Linked DNA regions of Sus scrofa: region 2 is linked to region 1. A link is a contact called in public HiChIP or PLAC-seq data. All regions are on one chromosome and are shown on one strand. The core of a region is the stretch at or near the end of the contact, and the rest is flanking DNA. Distances in the headings are between cores, read along the strand shown.

Evidence for each region. HiChIP or PLAC-seq counts read pairs in DNA pulled down with a chosen protein or histone mark.
Region 2: a contact with region 1 is called in an H3K27ac HiChIP or PLAC-seq map of skeletal muscle, with 3 times the contacts expected there. The contact joins the promoter of DLG4 here to the promoter of SPAG7 in region 1. A contact is called at or near these places in 2 of 2 datasets of contacts at active chromatin or transcription factors (alveolar macrophages and skeletal muscle).

The regions. Positions count from the first base shown.
Region 1 is chr12:51,944,503-51,951,833 of Sscrofa11.1, forward strand. It overlaps SPAG7 (sperm associated antigen 7), which reads left to right and starts at 4,411. Exons shown (of 7, transcript NM_001243921.1): 1 at 4,411-4,503; 2 at 7,036-7,103. The coding sequence starts at 4,419. CAMTA2 (calmodulin-binding transcription activator 2) reads left to right here. Exons shown (of 23, transcript XM_021067750.1): 16 at 113-414; 17 at 1,488-1,684; 18 at 2,062-2,245; 19 at 2,464-2,535; 20 at 2,651-2,671; 21 at 2,833-3,020; 22 at 3,179-3,253; 23 at 3,338-4,201. The coding sequence ends at 3,401.
Region 2 is chr12:52,569,975-52,577,830 of Sscrofa11.1, forward strand. DLG4 (disks large homolog 4) reads right to left here and starts at 4,047. Exons shown (of 20, transcript XM_003481294.4): 1 at 3,552-4,047. The coding sequence starts at 3,581. It overlaps ACADVL (very long-chain specific acyl-CoA dehydrogenase, mitochondrial), which reads left to right and starts at 3,547. Exons shown (of 20, transcript XM_021067809.1): 1 at 3,547-3,607; 2 at 6,668-6,743; 3 at 6,995-7,051; 4 at 7,136-7,208; 5 at 7,298-7,362; 6 at 7,471-7,605. The coding sequence starts at 7,160.

The DNA of each region.
Region 1 (7,331 bases), core at 3,161-5,660:
GGCAGAGGGCGAGCGGAGGAGGTAGGGATGGGGGAGGAGTAGCAGGCCAGGGAGACTGAGGGCAGGGCTGCGGCGATGGCGCCTGCTGCCCTCACCCGCTTCCCCCTCACAGGTCTGAGCAGTGTCTCCTCGCCTTCGGAGCTGTCGGATGGCACTTTCTCCGTTACATCAGCCTATTCTAGTGCCCCGGACGGGAGTCCTCCCCCTGCTCCTCTGCCGGCCTCTGAGATTACAATGGAGATGGTCCCGGGCCAGCTCCCCTCTGGTGCCCCAGAGGCCCCCCTGCTCCTCATGGACTATGAAGCCACCAACCCCAAAGGGCCCCCACCCTCTCCGCCTCCTCCCCCACCAGCCCCAGACGGCGGAGCTGCTCCAGAGGAAGCTGATGGCCCAGCGGCTGTGGATGTGATCCCGGTACTGCTGATACTGATGCAATTAGGAGGGCTAGAAGTAGAGTGAGGTGTGGGCCGGGGAGGTGACGCCAGCCATTCCATGAAACAGAACCAGAGTCTGGCCTCAGTTTGGGAAGAAGGGGCCATTTACCCTCATTTGGGGAGAAGCAAAGTCACCCTCCGCTTAGCTCCTGTCAGAGCTCATCACTCAGAAGTTATGAGGCCTCAGAGGTTAAAAACTCTGAGGAGTACCTCCAGTTAGCGTTGAGTTGTAGGGGTTACCATTAATCCATGAAGGAACAAGGCTCTTGGGGAAGAAGAGCGACGGCAGGAAGTTGGGAGGAGTGGGGAGCAGAGGCCGGCAAGATGGAGGTGTCTGGCAATTATCTGGGGTGGGAGGAGACCTGCCCTCGGTGGAAGCCAAGAGTCTTGTGGAATCGATGAAGGAGTGAGTGAATCTTCACGTGTAGCAGCAGCGAGTACTTCTCTGCTAGGGCCTGGGGATGTATCTGCTTTAGAGAAGCTAGTGGTTTAATTGGGTACCACTAGAGTACAAAAAAATTCAGAAAACTCCTCAAGGGGGGCTGCTTTGTGTGACCAGCAGGAATTGCTGCGGGCTGCTGCAAAGGCAGGCAAGGCTGGAGCCATCCAATAGGGTCTTATGTGATTGGCAAGACCGAGCTGATTGGTGGAGAGCTAAAGGGGGAGGGGTGGCAGGCATGACCAAGCCTGGGAACCGTCGTGGGTTAGGCCGGGTGGGACAGTGGGCATTCGGCCTGAAAGGGTGCATCCTGCATCTGTTCAGCTCCTGAATGCCCATGGGGCATATGCCCTTCCTGGCCTGTTTTCCACAACACCTCAACACAGAGAGCTGTACCTGTGAGTGGGACCCCGAGGAATATAAATGAATCTGGAACACTGGCTGAGGAAGACAGGGTTAGCAGGGACAGCCATCCCTGAGGCCGCATGGTCTGGTGCTGAAAGGAGGAACAGGATAGGACATGGACTGACGGATGCCTCAGCCTTGGCAGAGCAGGAACAGCACAGCTGGCAGTCAGGGCCCCTGGTGGCTCACCCAGCTTCTCCTTCATCCAGGTGGACATGATCTCACTGGCCAAGCAGATCATCGAAGCCACACCAGAGAGGATTAAACGAGAGGACTTCGTGGGGCTGCTCGAGGCAGGAGCCCCAGTGCGGGAGCGGACGGGGGCTGTGGGGCTCAGCGAAACCATGTCCTGGCTGGCTAGCTACCTGGAGAATGTGGACCATTTCCCCAGCTCAGCCCCTCCCAGGTGACCAGCTCAGGACAATGCCTCCAGGTCCTTCCTTTTTTGGCCACGCCGTGGCAAGTGGAAGTTCCCCAACCAAGGATAGAACTGGAGCCACAGCAGTGACAGTGCCGAGTCCCCAAGCACTAGGCCACCGAGGAACTCCCAGATTCTTCTTCAAAGGAACATGGGGGGGTGGGGGTGGGAGGAAACTTCCCCGTGGCCAAAGCTCCATCCTGGCTGAGGGCCCAGGGCCTTTGAGGAGGGGATGGAACTGGCTGATGGGCTGTGCAGTCAGTCTGCAAGCTCTGGTTGCTGGGCTCTGCCTTCACTGCAGTCCCCAGGTGGGAGAAGGGGGAGTTGAGCTGCCCCATGACAGCCTTGCTCCCTTTCCCCTGCAGCGAACTGCCCTTGGAGCGGGGTCGCCTGGCTCTCCCTCCAGCACCTTCCTGGGCAGAGTTTCTCTCGGCGTCTGCCAGTGGCAAGATGGAGAGTGATTTTGCTCTGCTGACACTATCGGATCACGAGCAGCGGGAACTGTATGAGGCGGCCCGAGTCATCCAGACAGCCTTCCGAAAGTACAAGGTCAGGGGGCTGGGGGTTTCAAGGGACGAATTACACAAGTCATTGCCCCTCTCAACAGTTGGGGAGACTGTGAGTTCCCAGGATGTTGGAAGGACAACAGTCACCCAGACAGGCCTGGGATGGGGCGAAGGGCCAGGGGACCCCAGGCAAGTTGGAAGGACAGGTCAGACGTCTGTAAGGTGGGCGATCAGGTGTTGAGACTTCTCCTCCCCCCTTAGGGCCGGCGGCTGAAGGAGCAGCAGGAGGTAGCAGCAGCTGTAATCCAGCGCTGTTACCGGAAGTACAAGCAGGTGAGACCATCCTCTCTTGAAAGCACACCCCCCAACCCACACCCACACCCACCCATTCCAGCCCAGAGCATCCAGAATGCTGCCGGAGCCCTAACTCCCCTTCTCTTTCCACAAGCTGACCTGGATTGCACTCAAGGTATTAGGCATGAGACCTGGGCGTGAGCTTGTCTGTGATGATTCAGCTTTCCCGTGTGGATTAGAGAGAGACTTGCAACAACTGAACTTGGGGGTGACCCTCAGGGGCTTGGATCTCTGTCCCTCCATTTCAGCCCCTTCCCCTCCTCCCCACCCCTGCAGTTTGCACTCTATAAGAAGATGACCCAGGCTGCCATCCTGATCCAGAGCAAGTTCCGAAGCTACTATGAACAGAAGCGATTTCAGCAGAGTCGCCGGGCAGCGGTGCTCATCCAGCAGCACTACCGCTCCTACCGTCGCAGGCCAGGGCCTCCCCACCGGCCCACGGGCCCCCTGCCTGCCCGCAGCAAGTATGGCCCTAGCTTTCCACCCCTGCTGGCCATACCCACTGCCCAAGGATACCCTCCATCATTCTGCCCCCCCCTTCCCCTGCCAGGGTCCCTAAGGGGCAGAGGGCAGGGGATGCCCGCGTGTTGTGTGAGGTTTCATCTCTTCTTTCTTCCACCAGAGGCTCTTTTCTCACCAAGAAGCAGGACCAGGCAGCCCGGAAGATCATGAGATTCCTGCGGCGCTGCCGACACAGGTGCTGCGATTTGGCCCTGCCGCCTCCCCCATCCCACCTCCCGATCGGCCGGTGTCCCCTGACTCCTTCCTTGTCTCTCGGCAGGATGAGGGAATTGAAGCAGAACCAGGAGCTGGAAGGGCTTCCCCAGCCCGGCCTGGCCACCTGACTTCTCCATCGCCTTTCTCATCAGCCGGGGCCGCTTCTTGCAGTCTTAACAGGGAGAGGGCTCTCTGGGGGAGGGGGAGCCCCCCCACCCCACCCCCCGTTGGCAGCTTTCCCGTCACTTCTGTAGGAGCCCATCCTCGGTCTCCGCTCCCGCCCCCTCCGAAGTGCTGAACTCCCTCTCCCACCCCCGGCTCCTTCTCCTCTTCCCTCCGGGTCGTGCCCCCCTCTTTGAGTCCCCGGCTCCAGAAGACCCACGCCCCACATACCTGCATCTTCAGCTGTGACCTCCGGAGCCCTGCCTGCCCCTTCTCCACATCTCCGAACCCGCCTGTACCCACCTCAGCCCCTTCCTGACTTGCCTTATTTATTTGTTCAACGAGTCTCTGAATGTATCCGCCTCGGTCCCACCTCTGCCTTCACTGCGCGCGCGCCCCTCGTGTTTCAGGGCTGACTGTGCCCCCACCCCGACTCCGCATGTTTGCGTCTGTTCCCTCCTTTTCTGACCCTGTGTTTCCCCGTCACCCCGACCGACTCCGGCCACCGATCTCGGGGCCAAAGGAGGGGTGTATATAAGAACGCGTTGCGGAGTCCTGCCCCGTCCCCGAGGGGAGGGGGCTTGTACATAATGTAACATACAGAGTATAGTGAAGAATCTATTTAAGGCGCCGCGGGGAGGGCTGCACAGCCGGACTTGTGGTTCCTGGCGCGGCGGGGGCCTTCAGCCGGCTCTACGAGAGCACTTTCTACTTGTGCATGGGCTTGGTTTCTACGAATTGCCATTAAACATCGCTGCACCAGCCAGCCTCCGGCCTCTGTCTGACCGGGGAGTGGGGGGCGGGGGGGGCGGGGCGGGGCCTCCGCCCTTGGGAGGCTGCGCCGGGCGCCCCAGCTGGCGTCAGCGCCGCACGGGAGCTGGGCGGGGCGGGCGCGTGGTTTTCCGCCTCCGACGTGTTTCCGGCCTTAAAGGCATTTTGCCCTTCCCTTTAAGACGCACCGCCCCCTCTCAGTCACTCCCAAGATGGCGGACCTACTGGGCTCCATCCTGAGCTCCATGGAGAAGCCACCAAGCCTCGGTGACCAGGAGACTCGGCGCAAGGCCCGAGGTGAGGATCCCAAATTCACAACCGCCTTTTTTCGCCCGGTTCACAGGACCTCACTCCTTCCACTTTGACGACCCCGCCTCCTCAACCTTGAAAGACCTCTCACGGTCCCCTTCAGAGACCCCCGGAGTCCCTAAAAGGGCTACCGGCCCGCCCGCTGTTCTTAGCGGACCTTGATTGGCTACCTGAAGCCCAGCGCCAGCCCTCTCTCCTCTCCCTACCCTGGCCTTCCGCAGTCCTTCTTTTTAATTCGTCGACGAGCCCGCCTGTCCGCGGGTGGCGTGCTGTGATTGGTAGGCTGCCTCCAACCCCACCCAACCCCTTGGTGTTCTGCGGCGGCTCCTCTTCCCGCCTTCGGACCGGAGCGGGGGGCGTGTTCCACCGCTCTGCCTTTCCCGCCTCTCGGTGCTCGAGTCCCGGCAACCCCTGTCCCTATTCCGATTGGGCCCCGGACACGTCCATCCGCAAGCCTTTCACCCTTATTGGTCACCTCAACTTAAACGTCTACCTATCACGTTTCGTTCGACCTTCCTCTAGTCCACCCCACCCTCAGCACCTCTAATTGGTTGCTGAGTCCTTTTGGCGCCTTTCTGCCCCGCCTTCTTGATTTAACCCGCTCCCTTCTGCCGCTCCTCCAACCAACCTTCTTCATCTACACCCTTAAATGCCAGAACCCCCCCCCCGGGGGGGGGAGTGAATGTTGATTGGAGGGATGAGAATGCCCCTGCCCGGTCCGATTGGCGGTAGTCTCCCCGCCTGTGTTCTCCGAGTAACTTCCCTGCTGGCCTGTCAACTTGGGCTCCCAGCGCAGGGCGCGGCCCGCGGGGAGGGGCTGCCCTCTCTTTGGGTTGCTGCTCTGAGACGTGTGAATGAATCTGGCAGAATGACTGCCTTGGGGAGGACACCAGCCTTGACCATGTCCCGGGCACCGGCTCTCCACCCGTCCGAGGTGGGGCCAGGGCAGGCTAGGTTGCCTTCGAAGTCTCAAGTGCTGCCTAATATCGAACTATATCATCCATAGTTGCTGTCCTGAGTGGTTACTCGGGCCCAGGGGTACCCTCCAGGAGCCCACATGAAATGCTCACACGGGAGTTTAAAAACCAGCTTTATCAATGTCCTGAAGGAAAAATAATTGTTATGAGAGGGGCTACAAGTAGGGTCCTAACCTAGTCTGCAGTGAGCTGAGATGATGAAGAATGGGTAATTCGGTAAGTGAGAGGGGAGCACAGTGCTCAAGGCAGAGATTTGAAAGCTCTGAGGAAGAAGGGAGCCCTGGGACATAGGAAGTGGAATTTTTTAATGCTCACCATGACTGTCTAGATGGGTTCACCAGCGGCCGTTAGCAGACTAGGAAGCCTAACAGACTAGGGAGTTCAGAGTTTAGTCACTTGCCTGTGGTTATATGGTTACTAAGTGGCGGGTTTCAAGCCCAGGTGTGACTTTGAAGCCTATGTTCTTAACCATGATCTTATGCCACCTCCTCACATGCAGAGAGGAGACTCACAGAGCAGTCAGAGAACAGTCAGTGGCCAAGATGGGGTGCACCGATGGGCAGAGCCTTGAGCTTCAAGGGAAGAGAGCTTCTGAGCTGCCAGGCCCCGGGGCCACAGAGAGGAACTGGATAGGAGGTGAACAGGATCCTGGGCTTCAAGGAGCTCATAGTGGGGTAGGGGAGGCAGAAGTTACACTCCGTTCGTTTTCTGCACATGTGTAGTGGGTGTTTGAACCAACTGTGGTTGGGCCCCAAAAGGAAGAAGTGAGTAACTCTGACTCATGGTGGATCTCAAAGTTTGTAGGAGGAAGAAGAGCATGTCAAGCAGTGGGGACCACATATGCAAAAGCATGGCGTGATTAGGAAAATGGGAAGAGGTTCAGTGCAGCTGAAGGGATTCCAGTCCCGTGGAAGAAGTGGCCCTTAAGGATATAAAGAACTTGAAATGGCAGAAGAGAGGAGAGGGGACAGTGAGACCCAAGGGTAGGAAGTTCCTCTTACAGCTCACCTCACCCAAGGACACTCCCAAAGGAGAAGAGTGTCAGACTGGCCATTTCAGCTACATCTCGCTGGGGAAGTAAGAAGAGGGGGTGTTACAAAATATAGGAAGTTAAATAATTTCCCCTTTCCTGTGTAGACAATGAGATGATAAACTCTTTGAGGCCAGGGCTTGGTCTGTTCTCATTACCTCCTCAGATGCCTTAGAGTTCTTTTTATGTCGTAGGCATCAAATAAATGTTTGCTAGTTGGTTTCCCCGCTGGGTTTGGGAAATGGAATTGAGCATCATTCTATTTGTTACTCCCACTAAACTGTGAGCTCCTAAAGGGAAAATTTATGTCTTAGTCCTCTTTGTACTCCAGGGCCTAGTACAGGGCCAGGTATAAGGTAAACATCAATAAATGCTTGGCAAATAAACAGTAGTCCTATTTTTCCAGCCTTGACACCTCCCAGTGGACACGCCTGCGCTCCCTTTTGAAGCCTTAAAAACTCTCCCCACTCATACTTCCACCCCTGGCCTCATGCTGCCCTTTCTCACCCCCAGAGCAGGCAGCCCGCCTGAAGAAACTGCAGGAGCAAGAGAAACAGCAGAAAGTGGAGTTTCGTAAAAGGGTGAGAACAACCGGAGAGATGAAAGGCAGGCTTCAGGAAGGACTTCCAAAAAGTTAGAATTGGAAGGCTGAGGACTTAGCTTTTGTTTGTTTGTTTGTTGTTTTCCTTTTTGGCTGCCCAGTGGCATATGGAGTTCCTGGGTGAGGGATCAGATCTGAGCCACATCTGTGGCAACGCTGGATCCTTTAACCCACTGTGCCTGGCCAGGGATCAAACCTGCGTCCTGGT
Region 2 (7,856 bases), core at 2,797-5,296, 630 kb after region 1:
AGTGACCCACGAATCTCCCAGAAGACCCCAAAATGACAGCCTCAGATCTCTTCAGAGGTTCCCATTTTGTCCCAAACTGAACCTGAAAGCATCTCTTCCAAACAGTCTCCCATTGAACGCCCATCCTTCCAACTCTTAAAGCCCAGTAGGCAGTCTCCTCAAATCTGCTTCTCTGGCTGCTCTAAAATGCCCACATATGGTAGAGAAGATGGCCTTCCCTAGAACCTCATCCATGCCCCCTCCCTTCCAGTTGAGCAGAATCTATTTCATGCACCTCCAAGATGACCCCCAAGGCCCTAGTTTCATATCTGGATAGAATGCTTGGATTCTCAGAGGGAGCCAGTGCGCAAGGGGCTGGACTCAAAATTCCTTCTAGAAAAGAAAATGCACAGGCCCTAGTTCTCCGCCAGTGGGCGCTATGGCCCATTAAGACCCTCCCCCATCCCCCATTTCCTTTTTCCCTCCATTTTCCGTTTCCCCGTTGCCTGGCAACTCAGCAATCAAGGACTTTGCTGTCGCTTAGCAACCGTCTCCCTGGAACTTAGAGCCGAGGTAGGAGGTTGTGCTCTGATGAAATCTGAACAGGCCTCCATCTTAGGAAAATTGAGACGTCAGATCGCCCAACCCCCGGATTCTCCCTTCCAAAGACCCCTGCGCCCCGCAGTTTCTTAGACAACAAGCCCCTCAAACCCCGTCTCCTTTCGGCACATGGGACCACGCCACGCCCCTACCGGGGCAACCCCGCCCTCATTTCGGGCCGGTTACCCAGCCCCAAGGCCCCGCCCCTTTTCGAGGGTAATTGCCCGCCTCCCTGGATGGAGTACGCCAGACCCCGCCCACCTGCCTCTAGGAGACCACGCCTCCGTCCACTTCCCGCCCATTCGCTCCCCCGGCCTCGCCCACACTGTCCCTCCGCCCCGCCCCAGTCGGCCAATGAATGAGGCCATTGGCCACACTGCCCCGCCCCCGGCGTCTTAGCTTGCCCAATAAGGACCACCCGGAGGGTTTAACCGCTTCGCCTCCGGGACTCTGGCCAAATGCCCCCGGTCTTTCCCCACTTTTCCCCCCTCCCCCACTTGTTCTGCTCCGCCCTCCGCCACCCTCGCCCGGCCCTCAGGCCCGCCACGCAACTTCAGTCGTCGCCGGTTACCATGGCAACGGCGGCAGCAGCGCGGGGAGAAGAGGGAGGGACGGGGGCGGAGTGGGAGAGAGAGATGTTCAGAGACAGAGAGACACCGGCAGAGAGATAGGCACGGAGTAAGACTAAGTGATAGCTGTAGAGGCAGAGCGAGCACAATGCATAGGGTCCGGCACAGAGTAAGCAATCAATAAATGTTCCTTAAATTACTGCGGCAGGAGTCTAAATATAGGCAGTGAAAGATGGAGGACTCAGATGGAGCTGGGAAGCTCAACGACCGCAAAGCATGAGCACCCTCTACCCCACCCAGCATTTGGGGGGGGACGGACAAGTGCCATGTGCCCCCTGCTGGCTCCTCCTAGGCTAACCCTGCGCTGCCCTGAATAGAGATGAACCACAAGTCCCAACAGCCCCACGGGCAGCAACCCTCTAACACTGAGGGAACTTGTGCCTCAAGGCCTTGTGGGACTTGAAGTCCCCGCCATCCCGAGACAGACAAGTTTTGCGGCCAAGGAATGTGGCAAGCCTGGGTCTCCACGCCTCTGTAAAAGCCCCAAAATGCATGATCCTCTCTGCGTAAGACTCCTTCCTTCGGGAATGCTCAACCCTGGGCTCCATCGAAGAAGCAGGGTTCTTGAAGGAAGACGAATAACCCCCCCACCCCCCGTCCCAGAATAGCTGCCAGTGCAGGCAAGCCCCTCACCCTCGCTGGCATATGTGTGTTCACGTGTTGGAAGCAGAGCCCACACATTCCAACTGGCTTTCCGTATACACCTGCACATAAGGGACTAGAGCCAGGGAGCCTAAGGCTAAGGGGCAGGCTACGGGCAGGAGACCACCGGGGAAACTGAGGATCAGACAGACATTAAAGGAGAGCAGCCCAGAGAAACTGAGGCACAAAAATCCACGGAAACTACAGGGGATGAGAGGAAGCAGCAGCATGGGAGAAAGCCCAAAGCCCGCAGAACAGGGGATAAGCAAGTAGCTCTGGAGAGGGGGTCGGGGCTGGGACCTAAAGGTCCTCCGCTCCCAGTCGCCTCTGTCCAAGCTCACACATGAGCGAGGCATGTATAGACGCATGTGTACACACATGTGTGAGTTTGTGGCAGGGAACATGTGTGTCCTCAGCTCCCTCCCCTGAGAATCTGCAGTTCCCACTAAATATAACCCCCTCCCCAGCCTGTGACTCACCCAGACCCCGCCTCCCCGGCCCCCACTTCCTGTCCCACCCCCCAACCCCCAGCTGCCTGCCACCCGCCCAAGCCTCCCTCCACACACCAGGCATCCAGCCTCCCAGTCCCAGAGTCCTAGAGCCAAGACCAGGGTATTCTGCATCCCACCAGGAGCTTGCTAGCTCTGCCAGCCAGGATCTCTGGCACTCCAACCACAGGGATAGCCTTGTACGGATCTTCCCGGCTGCCAGCCCGGCCCTCCTCTGACTCCTTCTCACCCCAGTAACCTTAAATCCAGGTGTCCTCCCCCACCTTTATCCCAAGGGTCAGGGGTAACAGGAACATCCCCTCCACCTGCTCTTCTCCCTCTTTCTCAACCAGGGGTAGATATTGTGTGGGAGGAGATGGGGGTGATGGGCATCTGCCTGGGCCACCCCCAAATTCTGCACCATGCACCTGGTCCCCCTCCTCAAATCCCCTCTCTCCCCAAACCTCTCCTCCTCCTCCTCCTCAGGAGCTGCCAGCCTCAGCTGCTGCAACCTTCCACCACCCAAGGGAGCACCCCCAATCCTAACCTCACCTGGTCCCTTCCCTCAGGTGATCCTATGTCAGGCCCTAGCTCGCTGACAACTCCCAACTATCCCCATTCCGTAAGCTGGAACCCTAAATTAACTGCTCCCCCAAAATGAGAGCACCCCCAAATGTATCTACCACGAGACGCTTCTTCTATAACCTGAAGGCCTTCCCCTTCCGTGCCAGCTGACACCCCCAGACCAGTCAGGCCCTCACAACCAGTAACCTCCTACCCCCAAGCCAGGAGCCCCCCTGAAATTGGACAAGACACCTGCAGACCAGTTTGTCTCCCAGGGGAGAAGGGGACCCCCCACGCAGAGCCCCTCTTCTAACACACACCGGGCAGGACTCCCATGTGAGCCAGGCTTCTCCTTAAATAAGTCTCCCTCAAACATCACTGGTGAAGCTCAGAATCCACCAGCCCCCAAGTCACAGAATACCCCCTATTTTCCATTTCTCCCCAGGTACAAAGGGATCACTCCAGGGGGCACCTGTGGCCAAACCCAGCATTTTCTCAGCCGTGAACCCCCAAACTAAATTATGACCCCCAAATCCATCTTCGGATGCTCTCACGCCAGGGCCCCCGGGCGGCAGATTAGGCCTGACAAACCCCTCCCCACAAACTCTCACCCTCCCCCCAGGTGACTGGCCCCCCCATCACGGCTTACCTTGGTTGTCACTATACAGAGACAGTCCATGTTGGGGGGCCTGGCCGCGGCGGCGGGTAAGGGGCTCTGACTTCATCGGAGTTTCGTTCCTCCCCTCCCTGGGTTCTCACCCCTCCCCCCTCCGCACCCCACTTTTGCAGGGGGGGCCAGGATGGGGGGAGGGGTGAGAGGGGAAAGAGGGGGTTGGAGAAGGGGAGGGGAGGGGAGCGTGGGAGGGAGGGGAAGGGGGCCCTAAAAGGGGGTCCCCAGTGGAGGGGAGGGGGCTTGGGGAGCACACCCCGATTCTCAGGAGGGGCGGGGGCACCGGGGGCTGGCAGCCCCGGAGTTCGGGGGCTGGGGCATGAGCTGAGGTGGGGGAGGGGAGCTGGATTTCGGGGAGCCCCGGGGTAAGGGGGGGTCTTGCCTAACGGCCAGGGGCTCGGGGCCGTGGCGGGGGAGTGGGGTGGGGGGGTCGGAGGCGGCAGCGGCCGAGGGAGCCGTGGAGCCGAGGAGGGAAGGGGAGAGAGGAGGAGAGAGGAAGCAGGGGGAGGGAGGGAGCGATCGAGGAGCAGAATGGGGGGTGCCTTGGCAGGCTTAACTCCTTCCGCGCTGGCAGGAACCCGGATAATGGGAAAGGAGATGGAGGCAGGAGCGGAGAGGCCCTGAGGCCAACATGGAGGCCTGGCCAGAGCCACCAGCGCTGACAGCAGAGCCAGGGAGGAGGAAGCAGCCCGAGATGGGCTGGGAGCCGCCAGGGTGGCGGGGCCGCTGGAGAGAGGCTGTGCTCGGGGCAGGCAGGGAGGGAGGGCCAGGCACGAGGGAGTCCCTGGGGGCCTCAGCTCCCTCAGACGCACAGGAGGAAGCCTCAAGAGTGACTGAGTCCTGGACCCTTTGGGGCCTGCAGCTGGGGCAGGTGAAGAGGGGGCTGCAGGGGCGCCTGACTCCGGCCGTGGTCCCAGGGCCCCCAAGTCTCAGGGTAATAGTAGCAGTGCTTTGCGCACCCCTCCAGCCCTGCCTGCTCCCTCGGGAAGTCGGGCCCCCACCCTCACCCCCTTACCTGGCTCTCTGAGATGGAAGCCTCATAATAGTCCAGGATGTCTGTCACAGGAACAGAACCACCGAGTTACCTCGCCCACCCCCTGCCTCTCTGGCCGCCCCTGCCATCACCTCACCTCCGTCTGCCCGCTAAGGGAGGAACCCCTCCAGCCCGGGCTGGTGGACGCTGATGGAGGACCCCTGCCTGGGGCTCCTGCAGCTACCAAAAGATCTCCAGACTCCCAAGCAGCCCCCAGGCCAGCCCTTTCCACGGCTGCCCCTCGGAAAATCGGGGCTACTCACCCAGCAAGGCCTGGAAGAGGTCACTGTGCAGCACCGTGAGGAGAGGGGGTGCCCATCGCAATAGTGGGGGGGCCAGGAGCCAGAGGGCTGACCTGGGAGCTGGTGAAATGCAAATGAGGGAGGATTGGGACAAGGGAGCCAGCCACGAGGCGCCAACACATTCACCTCCGCCTCTTATCTCTGCTCTCTCACCCCAGACTCTCTGGAGAGGTCCAGGACAAGGACCCCCAGGCCCACCCTCTCCCCCCAGGCCTCTCCTTCACAAGGACTCCTGTTTTTCACCTCTGGGTCCCTCGGACATCTCTCTCTTCTCTCACTTTAATCTCTCTAATCCCCCCAGGGTCAGAGGAGCTGAGCTGCCTCCTCCCGACCCAGCTGGACCTGCCAGGCAAAGCAGGCAGCCTCCGACCCGCCCGCTGTGCCACCACCATCACCATCTTCCTCCTCACACCCTGGCCCCTCCCCAAAGCCAGGTGTGACCCCTCCACTTTCCTGAAGACTGGGCAAGGGGGTCAGCTGCTCCCACAGCTCAAAAGGAAAGGAAACTGTCACTCTCTTCTGGGCCTGGCCCCCGTGAGAATGGCAAAGGGGCATAAATTATCTGGGACTTCTGGACCCAGGGTTAAACATGTTTGTGTGAGAGAGAGAAAGAGAACCAGACCCGACAGGGACATGAGAATTCCTACGGTTCCTCTGGGGCCTGGGAAGAACCCATCTGCCCAGAGGCCTGGCCTGAGCACATGGTCTCAGCAGAGAGCAGAGGGCGGAGACAAAGATGTTCAAGGTCTCAGCGGACCCACCTGGCTTCCTTCCTATTGTCAAAATTTAGGTGTTTCAGGAGCTCCCCTTGTGGCTCAGCGGTAATGAACCTGACTAGTATCCCTGAGGGTCAGGTTCAATCCCTGGCCTTGCTCAGTGGGTAAGGATCCGGCATTGCCATGAGCTGTGGTGTAGGTCACAGATGCGGCTCGGATCCTGCTGTGCCCTGTGGTGAAGGCCAGCAGCTATAGCTCCGATTTGATTCCTAGCCTGGGAAGCTCCATATGCCGCACCTGTGGCCCTAAAAAGCAAAACGAAAAAGCTGACGTGTTGCTGGAGTTAGGGACTACTCCTAGGCTTCAGGAAAACATTCCTGGGACACCCACCCCACATCCACCTTGAGTCACCCGCCCCGCCATTTCACTCCCTTCCGTGTCGGTAGAGACCAATTTGATGAGACACCGCAAAGAGTCGTCTTTCCACGCCCCTGCCTCTGGCCTCTATCTTAGGCTTCTCTCTTCTCACCTCTCCCTTCTAATTCCACCTGGAAAGTCCTCCCGTCATTCTACCCTCCCTCCCTCTGGCTGCAGTCTCCTAAATTTCTCTCTCAGCCTATCGCATCACCCCTTTTTAGGGCGACACTCTAGTTCGGACAGGCGAGATGAAGGAGTCTGGGTAGATAAGGGACGTCTGGGGATGACCCTAGGTCATCCAGCATGCAGGTGCTGGGTGGCGCCCCGGAACTACAGCTCCCAGCGTGCCCTCGGCGCCCGGAAGCCCCGCCCCCCCGCCTCCCGGTGCATTGTGGAGGATGAGTCAGGGCGCGGGTCCCAGACTTTGGCAGATCTGGCAGGAGCGCTAGGTCACAGCGCTCAGGGCAGCGGCGGCCGTCGCGGGTTCGGAAATGCAGGCGGCGAAGATGACCCCGAACGTGGGGCGGCAGCTGCTGAGGTTGGGGGGCGTAAGGTGTGTGTACGACAGGAGGAACAGGGGCAGCGGGCCCGGGGACCGGGCCAGCCCTGAACCCCTACTTCCCACAGCTCGAGACTCTCTGCGCTCCCGGAGCAGCCCCGGCCCGGCCCTGCCTGGCGTCCCTATGCCCATGGGGCCGCCCAGGTAAGGGACGGCAGCTTTCGGGGGGAATGGGGGCGGTGAGAGCGGCAGTTGGCCTCGGCTGGCTCCCACCTCCGACCGCCAACAGGGGTCTCCCTCTGGGTCCCAGTCACCTGCCGACTGGCTGCCCCGGCGCAGAAAGTAGGGGAAAGGGCAGACAAGGTGCCCTAGGATGGAAACTAGGGGAAAGGCTGCGCCCTCCCCTAACAGCCAGCTCTAACCCTTTGCTTTCTTTGGCGCTTCGGAATCCCAAGACCAAGCCTGATGCCCTCTCCTCTGAGGCTTCGACCAGAGAAAAAAGGATCCAGACGGTATGTGGCCTCGAGCCTGGGAGGAGTTAAGCGGAGGCAGACCCAGCCCGTGCCGCCTCGTGAAACCTCCTTCTTCTTGCATAGGAATCCAAATCCTTTGCTGTGGGCATGTTCAAAGGCCAGCTCACCACGGATCAGGTGTTTCCATATCCGTCTGGTAAGGAATTGGGTGTCGCAGCCGGGCGGGGGCCCTGGCCTGGCCTTGTCTGACCTGTCCATCCCTCTTGACACCCTCATCCCCCGCAGTGCTCAACGAGGACCAAACACAGGTTCTCCAAGAGCTGGTGGGGCCCGTGTCCCGTTTCTTTGAGGTGAGCGATGCCAGCCTGAGGAGTAGAGGGCTTGGTCCCTGATGGAGTGGGAGGGAGGTTAAGGAGTCTGATTGGACGAGCCTGGACGTAGGGCCCTGTCTTCTCCAGGAGGTGAACGATCCTGCCAAGAATGACATGCTGGAGCGAGTGGAGGAGACCACTATGCAGGGCCTCAAGGAGCTGGGGGCCTTTGGTCTGCAAGTGCCCAGTGAGCTGGGTGGCGTGGGCCTCTGCAACACTCAGGTGAGGGCGCCCCTTCCGTCACCTCCAGTGTGTTCTGGTCCACTCCTTTCTTGCCCCCTGGGGGCCTGTGGAATGTTGACTCTTAACATCCGGCTACATGCGGTCCCTGAAGGCCGGGGACCTCACCCAGGTTCCCAGGCCCTCATGAAGCTCTGGTGGGGACCACCCGACCATAGGGTAGGAAACCTCCCTCCCATCAAAACCTGGAGCAGCCCCGCCAGTCCTCTGCCATGGTCCCACCTCCTCTGTCC